2 separate regions of the Mustela erminea genome follow, and region 1 is linked to region 2. A link is a contact called in public Hi-C data. All regions are on one chromosome and are shown on one strand. The core of a region is the stretch at or near the end of the contact, and the rest is flanking DNA. Distances in the headings are between cores, read along the strand shown. Region 1 holds the start of N4BP1 (NEDD4-binding protein 1). Region 2 holds the start of LONP2 (lon protease homolog 2, peroxisomal).

Evidence for each region. Hi-C and Micro-C count contacts between places; a contact is called where the count stands out from the background.
Region 1: a contact with region 2 is called in a Hi-C map of fibroblasts, with 3 times the contacts expected there. The contact joins the promoter of N4BP1 here to the promoter of LONP2 in region 2. A contact is called at or near these places in 2 of 3 Hi-C or Micro-C datasets (fibroblasts and spleen).

The regions. Positions count from the first base shown.
Region 1 is chr19:26,825,979-26,829,516 of mMusErm1.Pri, reverse strand. N4BP1 (NEDD4-binding protein 1) reads left to right here and starts at 1,833. Exons shown (of 6, transcript XM_032323202.1): 1 at 1,833-2,055. The coding sequence starts at 1,858.
Region 2 is chr19:26,517,793-26,521,540 of mMusErm1.Pri, reverse strand. It overlaps LONP2 (lon protease homolog 2, peroxisomal), which reads right to left and starts at 2,269. Exons shown (of 15, transcript XM_032326514.1): 1 at 1,917-2,269. The coding sequence starts at 2,149. The region is part of intron 1 of ABCC11 (ATP-binding cassette sub-family C member 11); the gene reads left to right.

The DNA of each region.
Region 1 (3,538 bases), core at 584-3,083, 310 kb before region 2:
CTATCAACAAGGCCATGCTCACCACCTGCCTTGTCTAAGCCAGTCTCAGGTCACCTACCTGAGGAGGCAGAGGAAGATTGGAGGAAGACTTCCAGTTGTGTAGATACCAAGGGAAAAGCCCAGGGGAACAGGAAGTTGTTGGTCTCTGAGCCTAAGGTTCTCTTCCCTGTGTTGAGTCATCTCTCACTGGGGCATCAGGGAACCACACCTGCCTAAATTTCTGATACAAATGGAAAACCCCAGCAGCCAGGATCCCTGAGAGGTTTTACCTTGGGTAATCCCTCTTACCAAGACCGTTTACCTTTGGCATTTCCAACTATAACATCTTTAGATCCCCTTCTTTCTCCTTAAGGGGAAATCTACACCGATGGAGGGGGCTCCCAGGCCCACAAGTTCAGCACGGTTGTATAATCCATACAAAGCTTTTCCATGAAAATAGAACCTTAAATGCACTGCTAATTCAGCAATAGTAATAGCTAATACTTAGTGATCATTTACCATGTCCAGGTAGTGCAGTAATTTTCACAACCACAGGAGGCACTATTGTTGCCCTCATTTCACAAATCAGGAATTAAGACACAGAGAAGTTAAGTAATATTCCCATGATCCTTGTCTATCTATCTACTATATCCATGACATTTAGCCCACGGAAAGGAAAACAACATTTTATCTTCCACAATCTCGTTATGAACTCAGAGAATGTAAGATCTGGAAACGTCTTTAAAGATAACTGAGTAAACCCATGATTTTATAGATGAGAAAACAAAGTTGGAGTGGGGTTAGGGCATATTTATTCAAGTACCACAGAAAAAGAGATGCATCCTTAGTCCCCTACTTTTTATACCTCTATTATGATACATTCCCCTTCTTCCCTCCCAGAAGAAATCACTCTTCTGAATTTTTTAACCATTTCTTTGCTCTTCAATTCTCCATATTTATTATTCCCATTTTTTTCTCTTCTTGTTACCATTTTTACCGAAAAAGCAATAGGAAAGAAAAGAAGGAAGAGAATGTAAAGGAAGATGATGGGTGGGGAGAGAGAGAGAGGGTGAAAGAGAAGGGAGGGAGGGTGGGAGGAAGGAAATCTGCCGAGCAATTATTGAGAATCTGGAAGGGATGGAGAAAGGGTGGAAAGGACGGAGAGAAGGTGGAAGGGGAGGAGAGGGGAGGGGAAAGGAGGAGAGGGGAGGAGAGGAGAGGAGAGGAGGAAAGTAGGGAGGGAGGTGGGAAGGGAGAGAGGAAGAGATGGAGAAAGACCATCTGCCTATCAATTACTGAGAAGCTAGAAAACTTCAATTGCTAGAGCCCTAATTTGGGCTTCAAGATGTAGGAAGACAAGCCAAATCTCTTGTGATACTGGGTCAGTCCTATCAGTTGATTCAGAGCTTCAATTTCCCCAACCTTAAAACCAGAGATTCACCATCCATCAAGACGCCCAAAAGCGTTCTGCCCTCACCAAAGAAGGCCGTCCAGGCCCCTCTCCGCAGCCGTCGCCTTGCCCTCAACAAACATGGCTACTGTGCGTGACGTCAAGTTCCGTCGCCTCCGCCCTCCCTCCTTCCCTCGGAGGCGGCGAGCATCAATGACGGCAGTAGGCCGGGCGCATGCGCGGCGGCGGGGCTCGGCCCGCGGCAGCGGCGGCGAAGGGGCGGAGGGGTTCTCTGCCCTCAGTTGCCAAGCTGCGGCGGCCGTGCCGGGATGGTGTAGCTAGGCCTGCGGGAAGGCGGCGGGGCGCGGGCGGGGGCGAGGCGGCCGCGAGGGCCGACGCCTCCTGACGGGCTCCCGTGTAGCGGCAGCACGCTGAGGGGGCGTCGGCGCCGCCGGCCCCCGGCGCCGCCGCGGGAGGCCGCGCCCGCCATGGCGGCCCGGGCGGTGCTGGACGAGTTCACGGCGCCCGCGGAGAAGGCGGCGCTGCTGGAGCGGAGCCGCGGCCGCATCGAGGGCCTGTTTGGCGTGAGCCTGGCGGTGCTTGGCGCGCTCGGGGCCGAAGAACCGCTGCCTGCGCGCATTTGGCTGCAGCTCCGCGGGGCGCAGGAGGCGGTGCACAGCGCCAAGGTGAGTCCCGCTGCCGCCCCCGCGCGCCCGCCTTCCGCGGCCCGGCCCCCGCGGCCTCGGCTCAGCCGAGCTCCCAGGGCGCCCCCACCCCCTTCCTCCCTGCTCTTCGTACTGGGACGCAGCGAACGTGGTGAAGAGCGCAGTCTCCAGAGCCCACGGACCTGCGTTCTCAGCTTTTCGAGCCATGTGACCTTGGGCTAGCGGTTCAGTCCTGGGGCGCCTCAGTTTCCCCATTTGTAAAGTGGCGCTGACGAAAGCACCTCCATCGGAGGGCTGTCGCGAGGATTGGAGTAGATGCTTTTGTAAAGCGCAGAGCTCAGTGACTGGCCTGGGGTGGTGATTCGCGCTGCGAATGTTGCCTGTTATCTTTCCCCTCCCGACCCTCAGGACGGTGCGCAGGGCCTGATACCAGGGCCCACAGCCTCCTTAACGACCACATCAGCCACCCTTCTCTTCCCAGGTCTCCAGTACAGTAGTTCTGAACCTTTTTGGGATTTCAGTCCCTTTTGAGAATCTGACAAAACCATTCTAGTGGTAAAATGCACAGAATATCAAGAAGAGATAGGGATGTTTAATAATAGTGTTAAAAAGAACATTATTCATTGTGTCGATATTATGTTCAACTAACATTTATTTAATGGTTATAGCACATCAGACGTTATGCTAAACACTTCATAAGGATTATCTAATGCAGCTCTTAAAAAATCCAGTGAGGTGGATTTTATTATCTTCCTCTCTGTAAATTAACAGCTGGGGAAACTGAAACTCTGCAAGTGGTGACTCACCTTCTCTCAGAATCAGCGTTTCAGGCTTATACCTACGCAGCACCTTCAACTATTGCCCTTCCTTCCCGAGCCAAGAAACAGTAACAAAGCACATACCCCCCTTTCCCAGGTATGCAAGTTTCTCTAGGTTTTGCCGTCCATTGCGTGGAGGCTCCAGGATTCAGACTTAGAGCCCTTGTTCTTGATACCTGGCTCCCAAATGATGAGCCCTCTGGCCGGGAAGAAAATGGATCTTTTTTTGGCATCCGACTTCAGAAATTTCACAGTGTCCTTGGAGAATTGGACAAGCTGTAATTCCTGACTCCCTTTGATAAGAAAAAAAAAAAAAAAGCCTGGGTGCTGTTTGTTTTAATATCTTCAGAAGAGATAGGACTCTGATTCTTCTCCACAGCATAACTTAAAACATTGTAGATGTTCCATCAGTTTTACTTTGCTGTAGTTAATTTTTCCTAACTTTAAATTTTCTAAGTTTTTAAAAAAATTTTCATTTTTTAAGGTGGGCTCCATGCCCACTTATCAAGATCCTGAGATCAAGAACCACACGTTCTATGGATTGAGCCAGACAGGCACCCCCTAACTTTTAATTTTTAACTTCTTAGGCCCCTCCTTCTTTTCTCCCTGGCGACTGAATTTCTTCCCACTCCCCAGAGCTAAAAGGTTTGATGTAACTAAGTCCTGTCAGTGCTTCTGAAAATATC
Region 2 (3,748 bases), core at 1,020-3,519:
GCAGTGATATGAACATCACAGATCAGATCACACATCATCTGAATATTAACAACTGCTTCCAAGCATGAGAATTCAGTTACAGATGTGTTGGAGGGATTTACATAAAAGAAATTAAAAAGCATCCAAACTCTTGCCAGGATATACTAACAAAATGACTAAAATATGACTAAATCTCCTTTCGAAATTCCCAGTGTACCCATGGGTAATAACCAACATATGCACAGAATGAAAACAAAAAAATCTAACCATGAACACTCTTGCCTCAACCAGCAATCAAATGCCTGGGCACAGAGAGCAAAAAATTGTGGCATAAGTAGAGGCTTAAGGAGTGGGGTCATTATGTTGGGAAACCAGAATTCAATAAAGTTTATCAGAGTTCATGGAAACTTGGAAAGTATCCAATTCCATGCAAGCAATAACCAAAGCAGATCAGTTGGAAGTCAAAATGTTTCCCATGCCTGAGCAATGCAAGGTTTTTACAATGTGGATTAATGAGATAGTATTACTGGTTTTTTTTTGTTGTTGTTTTAGGAAGGGAAGGGAGAGATACCAGTTTCCCTTCTGAATTTGAAGAGTCATAGACTCTCCTTTTAGAAATGCATATAGTCATGAAATTTGGGGTAAGAATAAGGCATTCGAAATCATTCAGTCAGGAATCCCTAACTTTAAAAAAGGGTACCTGGTGGTAAATAATTGCTCTAAACTGAAAGCATCTCAGGAAGAGTTAAGGATAGGAGGCACAGGCTAGGGAGGTGAGTCTAAAAAAAATGGTAACATTTGTTGAGCATATACTGTATCCCAGCATTGCCAATAGAATTACAATGTAAACCACATATGTAATTTTAGTAGCCATACTGGAAAAGCAAAAGTAAAATACTAGTATTTTATTTAACCCTGAACAGCCAAAGTACTACCAGTCCAGTTCCTAATCTATATAAAATTTATTAACCAGCAAAACATTTTACATACTAAATCTTCAATTTCTAGTGTGTGCTGTATACTTACAGCACGTTTGGGCTGACTAATTGCACTGATTTATCTAGGACTAACAGTGTTTCCTGGGAAACAGGACTTCTACAGCTATAACTACTTCAATTCTGGGGAAACCCCGGCAGTTGGTCACTCTAACAACTCAGTTTGGACCGGGCACATGTGACTAGTGGCTACACTACTAGACTACGATCAAGCACAAAGATTATTTCACTTAATTAATTAACACTTAATTAACATACCCAAGAAATGGTTACTGTTAGGTTCCAATAGGCACAGGGTGTCTCATCCAAAGACACACAACTAGGGCCATCGTGTAGGGCAATCTAGTGGTAAGCTTGCAGTGTAAGAAATGTTAACATACGAGAGAAAGAGCAGCTAGGAGGAGATGAGAAAATTCCAGAAAGGGAATACGTGAGCAGGAAGGGAGGGTAAAAGAGAAGGGGCAGGCAGGGAGTTTGGAAGACAGGCACCCCAAAATTAATGAAAAGGGTAGTGCGGATTAGGACGGCACAGGAAAAAGAGAAAACGTGTGGAATAGCAAGTGTCTCACTTAAGAGGGCAGAAAGCTGGAGGAAGGGAAGAAAAGAAAACAAAGAGGAGGCGCCTGGAAAATTCAGAAACTGGGCCAGGAGACTGAAGACCCGGGGCGGGGGCGGGGGTTGGTGGTTAGAACTTAAATCAAAGGAACAGCGCCAGCTAACTGCGGAATTTTCACTACTTCATGAGTTATGCCCCTTAACAGTCACGAGACAGACATCTGTCGCCCCCATTTCACAAAGGAGGTAGCTGAAGAGGCAGAACTGAGCCACGAAGGCCACCCCTCGAGCCTCAACGCCCCGAGGCCGGGCCTGGCCTGGGCCGGGGTCCGGAGAGGAGGCCGCGCCGCCCGCCGCCGCCGCCGCCGCGGGGGCCGCCCGGCCTACCTGTGCAGCGGCGGCAGGTCCTGCGCGTCGCTGGCCGGGTCGGGCGTATTGGGGATCACCCCCAGGATGGTACTCTGCAGCGAAGTGCCCTTAAGCAGGCGGCTCCGCACCAGCTGCAGGTTGCGGGCCGAGTCTACGCTGGTGCGCATGGTGGAGCCGGGCAGGAGCACGCCCTCGTTGGTGAGAAGCAGCGGGAGGCGTCTGGGGATCTGGATGGGGCTCACGGACGACATGGTGACAGCTGTTCGCGCTGGGGAGCCGTCTAACACAGCAGCAGCCACAGCTCTACGCGACCTCTAGAGCCCCGACTAAAGCTCCCAGCCACTGGCGCGCCGGCGCGCTAGCGCTTCCGGCTCCGCTCTACGGCCCGCCCCCGGGCTCAAACTCCGCAGCTTCGCGCTGCCCCCTTCCGGAGCCGCCCCGCAGAGCGCGTGCATTAAGTGGAGGAGAACAGGAGCACTTCAGCACGAGCGCCCTTTCACCCTCCGCGAGGTCTGCCTTTCCATTTTCCCCTGAGGCTCAGCCGCAGGACTGTGTCCTGGAGAGAGGACCATGTTTAAATTTTAATCTACTTGAAATGTTTTTACCTTTCATTCGAACTGATTTTAGATTTACAAAAATATTGCAAAAAGGAGTTCCCACAGTTCAATGATAAAAACCAGAAATTAACATCCCTGTTATCTAACTATAGACCTTGCACAAATTTTGCCAGTTTTCTCACTAATGTCCTTTTTTTTCTGGCCCAGGATCCTACTTTATATTTAGTTGTGATGCCTCCTAAATCATACACATACATATATATATATATATATGTACTTTTAAAGAACATTGGCCCGTTATTTTGTAGAATATCCCTTAATTTGGGTTTATCTGAAGTTTTCTTGGGATGAACATTATAACATTATACATTTTTGGCAGAAAGACTATACAGAAGAGATGTGGCCTTCTTCCTGATACATGATGGTTGAAATTTATTATTAATGATGATTTTGCCCTTGATTACTTGGTAAAGGAGGTATTTGCTGGATTTCCCTACTGTAAGCTGGTATATTTCTTTTTATAAGTAATACATATATTCTAGGGAGTTAATACTACATTTATTACTGGAATTCTGTAAGAAAAAGCTGCATATTTCCTTCATTTATTTACTTAATTTTTTTACTTTATTAAGGGTTCACGGATTTTTTTATGGGTTTTAACGCAATAATATGTATTTTATCACTTGAAATGTTTTAGATTTGGCCATTAATGCTTGTTCACATTGAGACTTGACTTGGGTTTGGCTATAGGTTGAAGATGGAAAATTTTCCCTGTAAAGTCCAGCAACGCTTTCGGAATCCAAGAAGGAGTTGAGTCCATTCAAATTAACAAACAGTCATTAAGAGACTGCTAAGTACAAGGCTCCGGGCTAATTGTGAAGGGGTAAAGAGTATAACACAAGACAAGCTCCTACCCTTGCATATCTCTTGGCCAGGGGGACAGCCCTGTAGACGGTTGAGTCTGATACAGGGCAGGTGGAACTGTGCGCTTCTGTGTATGCTGCAGATAAGGGAGAGGAGAAGGCAGGTATATAAGGCAGTGGTGGAAATAGAGATGCAGGAACTCGAATGCTCCTGCTGAAGGCTCTTTCTCTGACATTATCCCACCACTCACTAAGCAATATTTTTGGAATACCTACTATATACTGGATATTATTTTAGGTGCTGGGTAACTGTCAGAGAACAAGACAGGCAAGGTTACTGCTTTCATGGAGCTGAACTTCTAGAGAGGGAAACAAACAATAAGCAAGGAGAGTAATTTTGGATGGTGGGAAGTCCTTTAGACGGTCAGAG